Linked DNA regions of Sus scrofa: region 1 is linked to region 2. Evidence: chromatin contacts called from public HiChIP or PLAC-seq data. All regions are on one chromosome and are shown on one strand. The core of a region is the stretch at or near the end of the contact, and the rest is flanking DNA. Distances in the headings are between cores, read along the strand shown. Region 1 holds the start of CD44 (CD44 antigen). Region 2 holds the start of SLC1A2 (excitatory amino acid transporter 2).

Region 1 (6,427 bases), core at 1,513-4,012, 280 kb before region 2:
GTGCCTGCTGGGCAGGTGGGGCTCAGAGGCACCCTCTTCCTTTCAGATGGGCCACCCTATGAGTGGTTTGAGTGTTTGGGGAGTAGTAGGTCCAGTGATTTTTCGGCCCCCAAACCTTCTCCCTGAGAATGCAAGAGGAGTAGCCTGTAGTCAAGGAGGCTCTCCCCAGCTCAAAACCTTACCCTGAACTAGATAGTGTTTATTAGCTAGATGTTTGCTTTTTTTTTGCTTTTTAGGGCTGCACCTGTGGCATATGGAAGTTCCCAGACTAGGGGTCCAATTGGAGCTATGGCTGCCAGCCTGTCAGGGCCACAGCAAGGCAGGATCCGAGCTGCCTCCGTGACCTACACCACAGCTCATGGCAATGCTGGATCCTTAACCCACTGAGTGAGGCCAGGGATCGAACCCACAACCTCATGGTTCCCAGTCGGATTCGTTTCTGCTGTGCCAGGAAGGGAACACCCCCCCCCCCCATAGATTCTTACGTTGAAATCTTAACCCCAGTGTGATGGTATTAGGAGGTGGGGCCTTTAAGAGGTAATTAGGTCATATGGGTGGAGCCCTCATGAATGGGATTAGTGCCTTTATAAGAAGAGACACACAAAAGAGCTTGTCCTCCTCAAGCTCCCTCTCTCTCTGCCCCCACCCCCCGCCCCCCTGCGAGGCTAGGAGAAAACTGACAAGATGACCGCCTGCAAACCAGAGTGTTCTCACCAGAACTGTACCATCCTGGCACCCTGATCTTGGACTTCTCAGCCTCCAGAACTGTGAGAAATAAATTTCTGTTCTTTAAGCCACCTAATCTATAGTATTTTGTTACGGCAGCCTGAACTAAAACAGTGCTTGCTGATGGCTGCGTAATTTTGTGCCTGTACTAAACGCTACCTAATGACTAGCATGTCAAATTTCATGTTATGTCTATTTTAGTACAACAATAATAATAAGCTTATATTAGCTCCCTATTTCTTAGGAATCAAGCTCGATCTTCCCAGTAAAACTTAGAAATGGCTCACCCCACTAATTCTCATGTCTTGCTGGCCCCCCTCAACCTCTTCCTCTGATCAAATGTTCAAGTCATTCCAAACTGCTCTCCACAATCAAAAGGTAATTACTTTCCCTCAGAAATTCTGGCACAGCTCCTTCAGGGTCTTTTTTGTCAGAATCACTGGTAACCACTGTCATTTTCTGTATGTCTCACCAGGCAAGAATTCCATTAAGATTTACTTTCAGTAGTCCACATGAGCAACAAATACTGCTTCTGCATTTCACATATTAAATCACAGTATATTACGGATAGATATGACAGTGTGATATAAGGTAGGGTTTATGCCTCCCCTGAAGAATATGACAATTTCCTCCTCCTTTCGAGATTTGTTGGGTAGCCTAGATGGAGGAAAGTGGATTAACCCTTGCATAGATAGGAATATACATGGCAGCAAGAAAGAAGGGATAGACGCATGGGTGGGTGAGAGGGTGGATAAAATGGTGAATGGATATGTGGAGGATGGATGGGTGGATGGGCGAATAATGGATGGATACATGTATGATGAGATATACGGGTGGATGGAAGGAGACGAGGACAGTGTATAGATGGATGTGGATTTACAAAGAAATATGAGGAGTTCCCGTAGTGGTGCAGTGGTTAAAGAATCCGACTAGGAACCATAAGGTTGCAGGTTCGGTCCCTGCCCTTGCTCAGTGGGTTAACGATCCGGCGTTGCCGTGAGCTGTGGTGTAGGTCGCAGACGCGGCTCAGATCCTGCGTTGCTGTGGCTGTGGTGTAGGCCGGTGGCTACAGCTCTGATTGGACCCCTAGCCTGGGAACCTCCATATGCCGCGGGAGTGGCTCAAGAAATAGCAAAAAGACAAAAAAAAAAAAAAAAAAAAACAAAAAAAAAAAACAAAGAAATATGAAAAGATTAAGGACAGCTGGATGAGAAGCTGGATGAGAGGGTGGTTGGAAGGATATGTGGTTAGATAAATGCATGGAAAGAAGGATGGATGGCTGTGAGTGTCTACTGGATGGACAGATGCACGAGCCCTGGAGGGAGGTAAGGTAAGATGGGTAGAGAGATGAATCAGTGGATGGAAGGATACTTGGGAGGATGAATGAGTGTGTGAGTGAGTGCGTGGATGAATGGGTGGATGGTTCCAGGTGCCAGCCTGAGGCTGGATGATAACAGGTGGGTCAGTGGCTGGTTATCATTAGCCTTCTCTGAGTGGTCCTGATAAGAATCAAAAATCCACCTGAGGCTGTGAACTTCCTTCTCCTTCGAGGGAAGAAGAATGTGCACTTCCTCTCTTCCCTGGGAAGAATCACAAGCTCCCCATCATGGGCAGGGAAGCACCACTCTCCAGGGCAGGACCTGGCTCTGTCCCAGCTCTTCTCCCAGAATATCCAGCTGCCTCTGAAAACCCAGGGAGAAGAGCTCCCCAGCCAGATGCAAAGAGAAACAGTAAAGAGGAGAAGCCAGAGGCTGATCCCAAAGGGCTGAAGTTTTACGACTCAGTCATTCCCTGCTGCGTCCAAAGGCTGGGCTCCCAGTCGCCTCTGGAGCGGAAAGCCGGTGCCTCCCGGTACGATGGAACCCCGCGGCCCCCCGGGGCACCCGCTTTGGCACCCGGTGTTACCATCTCCGTGGAGAAGGGGGCGGGGGCAGCGAGGCCAGCGCCAAGGAGAGCCGGTACGTCTTTAAACTTCTGCCGGCTGCTTAGTCACAGCCCCCTCGCTTGGGTGTGTCCTCCGCTCGCTCCCTCCCTCTTAGGTCACTCACTCAACCCTCGAATAAAAACTGCACCCAACTTCCCAGGCGCCCTCACTGCCAGCCGGACCCCAGCCTCGGACAGGTTCTGGCGCCCTGCTCGTCCAGTGCTCTGCCGGCCCCCGCCCAGCGCCCCGGCCCTTCCATGTCACCCGCTCACTCTCTCCGTCGTTCCGACGCCATGGACACCTTTTGGTGGCGCGCAGCTTGGGGACTCTGCCTCGTGCAGCTGAGCCTGGCGCAGATCGGTGAGTGCCTGCCGAGGCGGTGGGAGGGAGTGACAGGAGTGGCCGGGACCCGCCGGCAGTCGCGCGGGTTGAGTTGGCCCTGGGGCACCTGAGTCAAGTGGGCGGCGAGCGGCTGGGATTTGGGGAAGGAGAGCCGGGCACGGATTTGCGCTAAGCTGGTGGAGAGCCTGTTGGTGGAAAGCACCGTTTTGTTGAAAAGAGAAAGAACGAAGAAAAGTTTGCTGGGCAGGCTGCCGGCGGTGGCGCGCAGTTTTGGGTGAGGTTGTTGGAGCCCTAGAAGCACAAGGCAGAAAGTAACTGTATTCCTGGGCGCGCACAGCCCGCGCGTCTGGACTAACAGGCTCTGGTGCCCAAGGGCGCTGGAAGCCCGGCTGGGCTGTGGCCGGGCAGAGCTGGGCAGGGCAGGGACAGGGGCTAGGGCAGAGGCAGGGCTGTTGGCGAGGTGGCCATAGAGGTGGGCACAGTGGCTATGTGTGAGGGCTGGTGGCCATGAGCTTTCTAGAAAGGGGTCCTGGGTTCCAAGGCTCTTACAGTTGGCTCCAGTCACTAAGGATCTTAACACTGTGGGAACCTGAACCAGCACTGTGGCAAGGTTCTGGGTCTCCACGAGGTGCCAGCCTGGGTCAGGGAGTGTGAATAGGAGAGGCACTGACTGGGCCAGCTGCTAGGTCCTGGCAACCTCCTGCTTCTGCCGATCAGTTAGGGGAAATCCAGCCAGCAGCGATGTGGCTCGTATTCCCTGCCTGGCAGCCTCTAGGCAGGATGGGGGAACCTGGGCACCAGGGTGGCATCAGGAATCCTGGATCTGGGGCTGCCAATATCCCATCCCAATAGGCTCCATGCCCTTCAGTGGCTGTTGGGGGGAGAGGCTGTGTGTGATGTATTGGTGAGGCTGAACTCCAAGCATTCCTTTCTTTTGTCTATAGAGGTACAGATAATTACATGGCTGATTTGGTTATCGCTAGAAAAATTAATTATTTTTCTTTTAAGAAGTGCCAGCTGGGTCATTAGAACAGCTCAACCTATGGTTAATTCCACTCAGCAAGTGTTTATTAAACACAACCCTGGGAGTACCAAGAAAGTAAAAGACACAATCCTAGTTGGGTGCATTAGAAGGACATGTGGGGATCTAAGATGTAGATTCCTCAAACAGAACAAAAGTAATCACCGATCATAATAATTAATATTAATAGGGATGACTGCACTAGCTACTATTTCTTATGCACTTTTGCTGTGCCAGGCACTGTGCTGAATTCTTGACTTGGGTTATCTCATTTCACCCTTGTGATGGCCCAGTGTGGTGTTGTTAGCCTTTTTTTTTTTTTTTTTTTTTTTTTTACAGGAGGGAAACACAGTGAAGCTCAGAGAGGTTAAGTGACTTGCTGATGTTCACACAGCCAGAAGGATGGGTGGTCGTGTGAACCAGACCCCTGAGCCTATTGCTTAATCAGAATATGTTAGGCTGGGTGTGTGGCATAGACAGACTCTCAGAAAAGATTTTATGGAAGGTGGGGTCGTGGTGGACCAGAGCCCTTAGAGGAGGCTTTCAAAGGCAAGGAACTAGACCTCCAAGGAGCCGTGGAAAGGCAGAAATGCTGGGGCGGGGAGAGAAGAGGGGAAGATTCCAGGGGGAGCCCTGAGCCTGGTCTCAGTGAAGAGGAACCAGGTTGGTGTCTCTGTGACCTCTAAGGAAGTTTATTTGTACATTATGTTCCTGTGTCATCTTCTGCTTTGTTTCTGAGAATTCTGACTCCTGACTCCCTCCATCCTGTAGCCCTGATTCTTCTTAAGGGCCCCATCCCCCAATATTCAGCACTGTCTTGACCCTTGAAGTTCCTCCCCAGACCAGCAGGCTCTCCTGCCCGGAGTTTTTGTGGTCCCTTTGGGCAGCATCATTTGGAGGAAGCGCCCAAAAGTGCCTGTAGCAATAACTGCTGGGGCCCAGGCTTTCATGTGCTTGTAAAGTTGTTTGAAAGGAACTGAGACTTGGAAAGGAGACGTGACTTAACAGCAGGCTTGGGCTGGGCAGGCAGAGAAGGGAAGGAGAAAGAGGAGGCGGGGAGGTTCTGCTGTTGCCCCGCTGCTAGTGGAGGCAGTGGGCTCTGGAGGACAGTGAGGAAACTGTGGGAAGGGGCGAGGCTTCGGGAAGGAAGAAAGCTCCCATCTCCCTACTGGAGAGCAAGAAGTGGCGATGTGGCCGAATGCACTCAAGCAGCATTGGACCCAGACTCTTTAAGCTGGAGAATAGATCTCTTGAACTGGGTGTCACAGTGGGAGGAATAAAGTAGCCCTGGGTGGCGGGCATTGGGGGGAGCCCTCGTCCCTCTCCTTCTCCTCTCCTCTGTGGGTGAGAGGTCATTGCTAAGGAATTTCACTCCTGGTGTTTAGAAAGAGGGGTGCATCTGACAGTAGTGGGGTTTGGGGGTGGCAGGCAGCCTGCTGATCCCTCTGAGCTTTAGAGACCCCCTCTTCCAGGAGTTGGACTTTGGCTGTGTTGTCCCAGGCAAAGAAGCAAGGAAGCAAAACTCCATCAGTGCTGAGGTTAGTTAGCATCAATTACTTCAGATGTTCCCCAAATAGACACACAACGGACATCTTACTTCCTGCCAAGGCAAGGTGCCAAGTAGGTGTGTTTGAGGCTAGCAGCTCATAGGAAAAGTTTCCATTCTTTTTCCAAATTGCCCCACGCAGCAGAGGATGCTGGGCGGCATGAAATTCTTAGTTTATGACAGATCCCCTTCCATTCATTCAAGAAATATTTCTTGACTCATTGCCATAGACTCAGAGATGGGGATTCCAAGGATCATTTAGAAAAACCCTTTCTTTTTCCCGAGGAAGAAACAGATCCCCAAAGAGAAAAGTGACTTCCCCTCTCTCGGACAGAGAGTGAGCGCAGGACACTTTCCCAACCTCAGTTCTCTGAAATACCTCGATCCTCCAGGACTGCTGTGAGCCCCACCTCTGCCCTCGTCAGTGGGCAGGAGAGCATGGGTCCACTGATGTTTGTTTCATGCCTTGAATGCTATCTTAAAACACTCAATACAACTTTGCATTTTCCTCCACAATATTCCCAGTTTGACTTTAATATAAGAATAAGGAGCTATCTTATTCTCGATGATAGCTTATCATCAAGCAAAATTGCTTCCTGGGGAGGAGCCTCTGCACTGTCCAGGGTCTCCTGGAGTGTTGTTGCTGGAGAGTGTTGCCAACTTTAAATTTAAATGCCTGACACTCTGCTCCTGTGCAAAGTAGGGCCCTAAGTCCCCAGCAAATATCATTTACTCAGCACTGACTCTGGGCTAGGCATTCATCCAGAAGCTTCGAATAGGTTATCCTGTATAAGCCTCACAGCAGCCCTATGCACGTTTAGCACTTTCATTTTTTTTTTTTTATTATTTTATTGGCGTATAGTTGATT
Region 2 (6,040 bases), core at 620-3,119:
AGCAAGCTTCGGGAAAGGAAATCAATTCCTCCCCACCATTCCACTTCCAGCAGAGCCATCGTTTTGCCACCATCTCCGAGGCCGGGCGCCGGCGTCTCTCGGTTCTCATCCCGGATAAGGGACCACCACCCCGCACGCACACCTCCCCCTTCCCTGCGAGTAGAGAGAAAAGCCCCCTTACCCTTCCGTGGATGCCATGGCTCGGGGAACGCCCCCTCCTCTTCTGCAAGGTCCGGCTGCGGCGGACGAGGAGCGACCGGGTGCCGGGGGAGCGCACGAGTGTGGCGGAGCGCGGTATTTAAGGGGGAACCTCTCCCCGCCCTTCCACCCGCCTCCTGGGTAAGCCCTTTAGCGCCTCAGGGGGCGCGGGAGGCTCCAGCCGGCGCTAAGCCGCGTCTCCGCTCTCCGCTGCGCGCGTCCTGCGCTCCCTCCGCCGGCTCCGGTAGTGCCTTGCTGGGTGCTTTGCAGGCTCGGAGGGTGGTTTCCCCCAAGAGAGAGGCGCCGCCTCCGGGACTGCGCGCAGGGACGACCTGCCGCCGCTGCCACCTGTGTTTGGTGTGGGGCGCTTCGAGTGGCGGAGCGCGGGCTCGTGGGGGGTGGGAGGGCGGCGAGTGCGGTAGGTGTGCAAGGGAACGTGTGTGTGCGTGCGTGCGTGCGCGCGTGTGCGGTGGGTGTGAACGCCGGGGGAGGCGGTGGAGGTCGCTGCGCCCTGGCTCAGCGCCGGCCGGGGAGGGGTTGCAAGGTTTAGCCCCGCTGGAGCTGGGGATTTGCGGGCGATCCCTCTCTATTTTAGTAGAGAGCTGACATCACCAGCGCCTCTGCTTCGGGAGACTCCTTTAACTGCCGCCCCCTCGCCCCCCAGCTCCAGCCGCGGTCCCTCCTCCGCCATCCCGCCCCCGCCCCCGCCCAGCCTCTCGCCATAAACTAGCCAAATAAGAAGCCCCGCTGGTCTCCTGGGAAGGCCTGGGCCGCCGGTGGCAGGAGCCCAGGATCTAAGGAGTCGCTATTGTTTCCTCTCAAGCCCGCGTGGCCCGGGGTCACCCGGCTGTGGGTAAAACGCAAGCCAAGGCGTGAAGACCTGGGATGCCCCTCCGTCCCCGCCTCCCTCGAGCAGCCCCCAGCGCTACGCCTCACTCCTTGGCACACTTGCTCAGACTCACATTACTCCCAAGCTCATCCTCACAGGCTGCACACCCGCCCCAACTTCCCACGTCCTGGGTACCAGGCCCCGCGGAACCCGAGCGGCCGAAGCTTTTGAGTAGCGCGGCCACAACACAGCCCAGCCGGGCGCCCTCCCCCACCGCGGCCCGAATAAATCTCTGGCCTTCAATTATGCATGGGGATTAATATTAATGCAGTTCCCTAGGGGCCGCTGGCGGGGTGCTGGGGAGGCCGCAGTTTTTTTTTTTTTAAGCCGAGGGAGGTCGGCCTCGGGGGCGCTGGCGGAGAAGGCGCGGAGCGATGGCGAGGCAAGCGGAGAGGAAGGGTTTCCACCCACTCGGCTCCGTTTGCCGTCGGCTTCTGTGCCCCGGGGGCGGCGCGCGGAGACAGATGGGCTCGGTCAAGGGAGGATTGGAGCTTCCCCGCCGGCTTTGCATAATAATGACGAAATCCGTGCAGGTTTTATTATCTCTGGGACAAGGCGGACACCTCCAGCTCCACCACTTCCCCACGCTGCGACCTACGGGGAGAGAAAGACTCACTTTCCTCGTCTGGAAAATGGGGCCAAATTAACCCCCTTTGCTGGGCCGAAGTGAAAATTAAAAGGGCTCTCTCTTGAGAGAAAGAGATCTGCAAAGTGTCAGCGCGCCGATGTCAGTGCGGCAAGCCAGTCCCTTAGAACCTGCGGGGCTCCTCTGGGCAGGGTCTGAGATACGGGTATCGTCCTCCGTCGCCGCCTCCCTAGTCTTATTCCCAGAAAGAGGCGCTTTCCAGCTCTGAGGCTTTTTCGAAGACCGAATGCAGCAGCGGGCCACGTAGAAGCTCGCGGAGTTTATCCTGGGGACTGTGCCAGGGAAGCCCGAGTCCCAGCAGGGCGCGCGCGGCTTCGTGGTGAAGTGCCGACTGCTGCTATCCGAAAGCCTTAGTTCTTCACCTTCCCCTGGAGTAATCCGGGAGGAAATTCCTCAATTTCTTTTCATCCCATCTGCAAAATGGGAGTACCGTTCCCAACCTCTCAGTGCTGAAAAAAAGAAATGAAATGTAAAAGGTACGCAAATCTCTTCCACTAGAGGCTGGCACCCGGTAAATGGCTATGTTTGGGAACCTTGACATCCCATCCAATGCTTTCGAAACATTTGCATTCAGCTGCCCTTAAAGAGGCGGCCTGTTAAATTATGTGGAATATGCCACAGATAATTCTGGATAATAATCATTAGCTAGAAGGAACCGATTTCTTTTTCCTCGCTCCAGAGGGTCTTCATTTTTCAAGCAAATTGGAGCAGTGCTTTTCAGTACTAACTGCACATTAAAATATAATGAGAAAGTTTCTTTCAAAACAATAATGCCCAGGCCACCTTCCCAGATCTGGGTTCCGTCCGTCTGGAGCAGGGCTCTGACTCAGGGTTTGTATTTTTTGTTTGTTTGTTTTTCACTTCCCCATGTGATTTTTATCCTGCTGTGCAGCCAGCATCAGGAAGCACAGGAGGAGAAATGGTTCAGAAACACAGCCTCCAAGAGTAGTTGAAGCAAACTGGTGTGTTTAGCCTTTGGAAAGACAAAAGGAAGATACAGCTGGGATTCAGTCTCTAGCCTGGGAAATTCCATATGCCATGGGTGCAGCCATAAAAAAAAATACAGTAAAAAATAAATAAAAATTAAATAATGCCACCTCATGGTTGCTGTGAAGTTAAATAAGATAGCTAATGTGTAGGAAGGGCTTAGTTCTGAGCCTCGCACATCTTGGGTGCTCAATAAAGGGTCATCCTAGACATGTGGGAGCAGCACCATCCACCCCATTTAATTTCCCACTGAGCCCACATGAAAATCTAGCCTCCCCTAAAGCTGCCTAGAGGATGACCCCCTTAATTCTTCTCCGTCTTCACCACAAACTACAAATCTCCCAGCCCACATTAAGTCAATAAAGCTCTGGTATGAGGACAGAATGAAGTCAACCCCACAAGTCAGCAGGAACATTTTGGAATTTCCTAGTATCTCTCAGTGTCCTCCAGGGATTCTGTGATTATGGCTAAAGCAGAAGGAATGGGATGCTCTGACATTTGCATATAGATTTACCTTTCTTAAGTCTCACTCACAGGATCTCAAACTTAGGATGAATAAAAACTACTCTGCAGGACTAAATGCAAAGAAATAAACTGTATCATACCTTGCTAGGTGACTTGGGGGTGTTCAAAGTTCATTTTTACTCTGAGGGATTTTTTTCCTTTTTGCTTTATTGATTGTTGACTTAAGGACTAATCCAAGCTCTGAGAAGTGGTTTACCACAGCTGAATCAAGGTAATGTTTCAGCTAGGACCTCTGGTAGTTATTATATTACCCTAACATTTCCTGGGTTCTTACTCCATGTTCAAAGTACCTTAATACATGTGTGTGTGTATATATATACACACACACATATACATGTCCTCGTTTGATTTTTTTTTTTTTTTGTCTTTTTGCATTTTCTAGGGCCGCTCCCACGGCATATGGAGATTCCCAGGCTAGGGGTCGAATCGGAGCTACAGCTGCCGGCCTACACCAGAGCCACTGCAACACCAGATCCGAGCCACATCTGCGACCTACACCACAGCTCATGGCAACGCCGGATCCTTAACCCATTGAGCAAGGCCAGGGATCGAACCCGCAACCTCATGCTTCCTAGTCGGATTCGTTAACCACTGAGCCACAATGGGAACTCCCTCATTTTATTCTTAAGATGACCTTGTACAGCATATGATGTTATTGCCCCCATTTTACAGAGGAGAAAACTGAGTCCAAGAGCGGTAACAGAATTTGCCCAACATCATGCAGATAGTAAGTGGTTGGGTCGGTCAAGGTCCTAGCTAGAAAAAGATGGAGTCTTCAAATTAAGGGAGCTCTGTGGAGTTTATAAAGGGGTTGTTTAGAAGGCGATGGGAAGGATGTAGGGAAACTCTAAGGGGGTAGTGCAGCCCCCACAGACTGAAACAGTGGGGCACCATTACTCACCCTAAACCTCCTACCCCGAGGCGGGTGCTCAGATCCACCTGGCCAACAGAGGCCTTGTTGCCATGGCAACCTGCAGAAGGGAGCCTGGGAATAAATAACTTGACCTTCATGTCCCTCCTGTTCTTTGCACCCTTCTGGGCTCCCTATTGGCCAAAGCTGGAAGCGCGAGGGCAGAGAGCACATTGGTACAACTCATAGCCAATCCTTGTAGTTTAGCGCCCTGGGGAAGAGAGCAGGATGGAGGCAGTCAGAGAAAGCGTCTACGGTGCCAAGGGATGAAGATGGGGTAAAACTGGTGTTTGAATACAAGCAGTCTTCCTGCAGAACCTTGCTTTAACCTCTCTTCTATGCAACCCATTGTTATAACAATGTCATTGTTACTGGAACAGGTGGCTCCCTGGCAGGACCCTCTCCACCATGGAGGATCTTCTAGCAGAGGGGACCTCACCAGACAATTTGCTAAAGATTAGAAGACAGTATTTACACCATGGAAGGAATCACCAGATGGCCTCAACGATTCCCATCCTAAATCCTATAATTCTCAATGTTCTCCAATTCTTAGAGGAGCGTGGTTGGCCCAAAGAAGGGACAAATACTTTCCTTTCTCTCATTTGCTCTTCTAAGGAACTCGTTCCCTATCTTGGTTTTCCTTCAGATTGCTTGAGATTGGTTATTGCATCTCTGATGGGTGTAGGGGGAGGACTCCTAATATAGAGAAGAAAAAATATCCTACACTATTTTCCCATAAAAGGCTGTTAAATAAGCCCATTCCCCATCATGATGACAACAGAGGAGAAATGTTTCAATGTTCAAAGTTTATCAGAAGAAAGTGACCCAGAGAAATAGCAGCGTGTCTGGATCGGTCTTTTAAAACTTGGGCCCAGTCATTAAGACCACATGACTAGACATCTTAAGGTTTTTAAGAAATAAATAAAGCAGAGAGGCTGTTGGAGGCCCTTTCATCAAGACAATTAAAATGAGTATGCTAATTTTTCGAAAATGCAAGCTATTTTTAGGATGAATGAAAATCATGAATGAAAATCATTGTACAGGGTTCTGTTTTAGAGGAAAGATAATTTTCTCTCATAGCATTGGCCCCGAAGCCAAGAGCTTCTGAGAGAGACATTGCAGATGTCTGAAACTAAATTGAAAATGAAAAGGCTTTAAAAAGAGAAGGGAGTTTAGAGTGGTGGGAGAAGGATTTTCACAGTGGCCGTCAATCCCAGATCATCATATCACACATGCTAAGGGGGTCGCTGTAGAAGTTATAACATGGCCTTGAGAATCAGACTGACCTGGGAACCATGCCTCTCAACCATGTTTGGAGCAGTGAGTTTCAAATTGAGTCCATCTTTCCCTCTTTGCATTTTGAATGAACTTGAGTAATGCACTTAACCTTCTGGACACTGATGGGACTAGGAACGACCCGTCCACTGGGCTTGGATGAGAACTAAAGGAGGCAATGTCACATAAAGCACTGAGCACAGTTCCTGGCACATAGTGATGGCTGTTGTCATATTTATTATGTCGGCCTCCTGGCTGCCACCCTGTCATCACTCCAAAGTGAGAATAGTGGTCATGCTTTGGATCCAGCAACACCGTACAGCTACAGAAGAACCTGCCTGTATCTCTGTTTGTCCAATGTGATCACTGAATAGAAAATAAAGGGAAATTGTCCATCTCATGGGTGTGTGGAGCAGTAAGAGACAAGATGAGCTCATTCACTCTTTTCTTGTTAACACACATCAGCAAAAGCGATGTAAGGGAATTCTATTTTTACTTGACTCTCTACACGGATGAGAAAAGAGATGTCACTTCATAGAAATCTCAATTCAGACTGAGAACGTGGGCTAAATATAATCCATTCTTCAGGCAGCGACCATCTCATTAAGTA

Evidence for each region. HiChIP or PLAC-seq counts read pairs in DNA pulled down with a chosen protein or histone mark.
Region 1: a contact with region 2 is called in an H3K27ac HiChIP or PLAC-seq map of alveolar macrophages. The contact joins the promoter of CD44 here to the promoter of SLC1A2 in region 2. A contact is called at or near these places in 1 of 47 Hi-C or Micro-C datasets (skeletal muscle) and 1 of 2 datasets of contacts at active chromatin or transcription factors (alveolar macrophages).

What each region holds. Positions count from the first base shown.
Region 1 is chr2:25,880,544-25,886,970 of Sscrofa11.1, reverse strand. It overlaps CD44 (CD44 antigen), which reads left to right and starts at 2,762. Exons shown (of 14, transcript XM_013994425.2): 1 at 2,762-3,010. The coding sequence starts at 2,908.
Region 2 is chr2:25,599,721-25,605,760 of Sscrofa11.1, reverse strand. It overlaps SLC1A2 (excitatory amino acid transporter 2), which reads right to left and starts at 1,869. Exons shown (of 11, transcript XM_003480708.4): 1 at 182-1,869. The coding sequence starts at 198.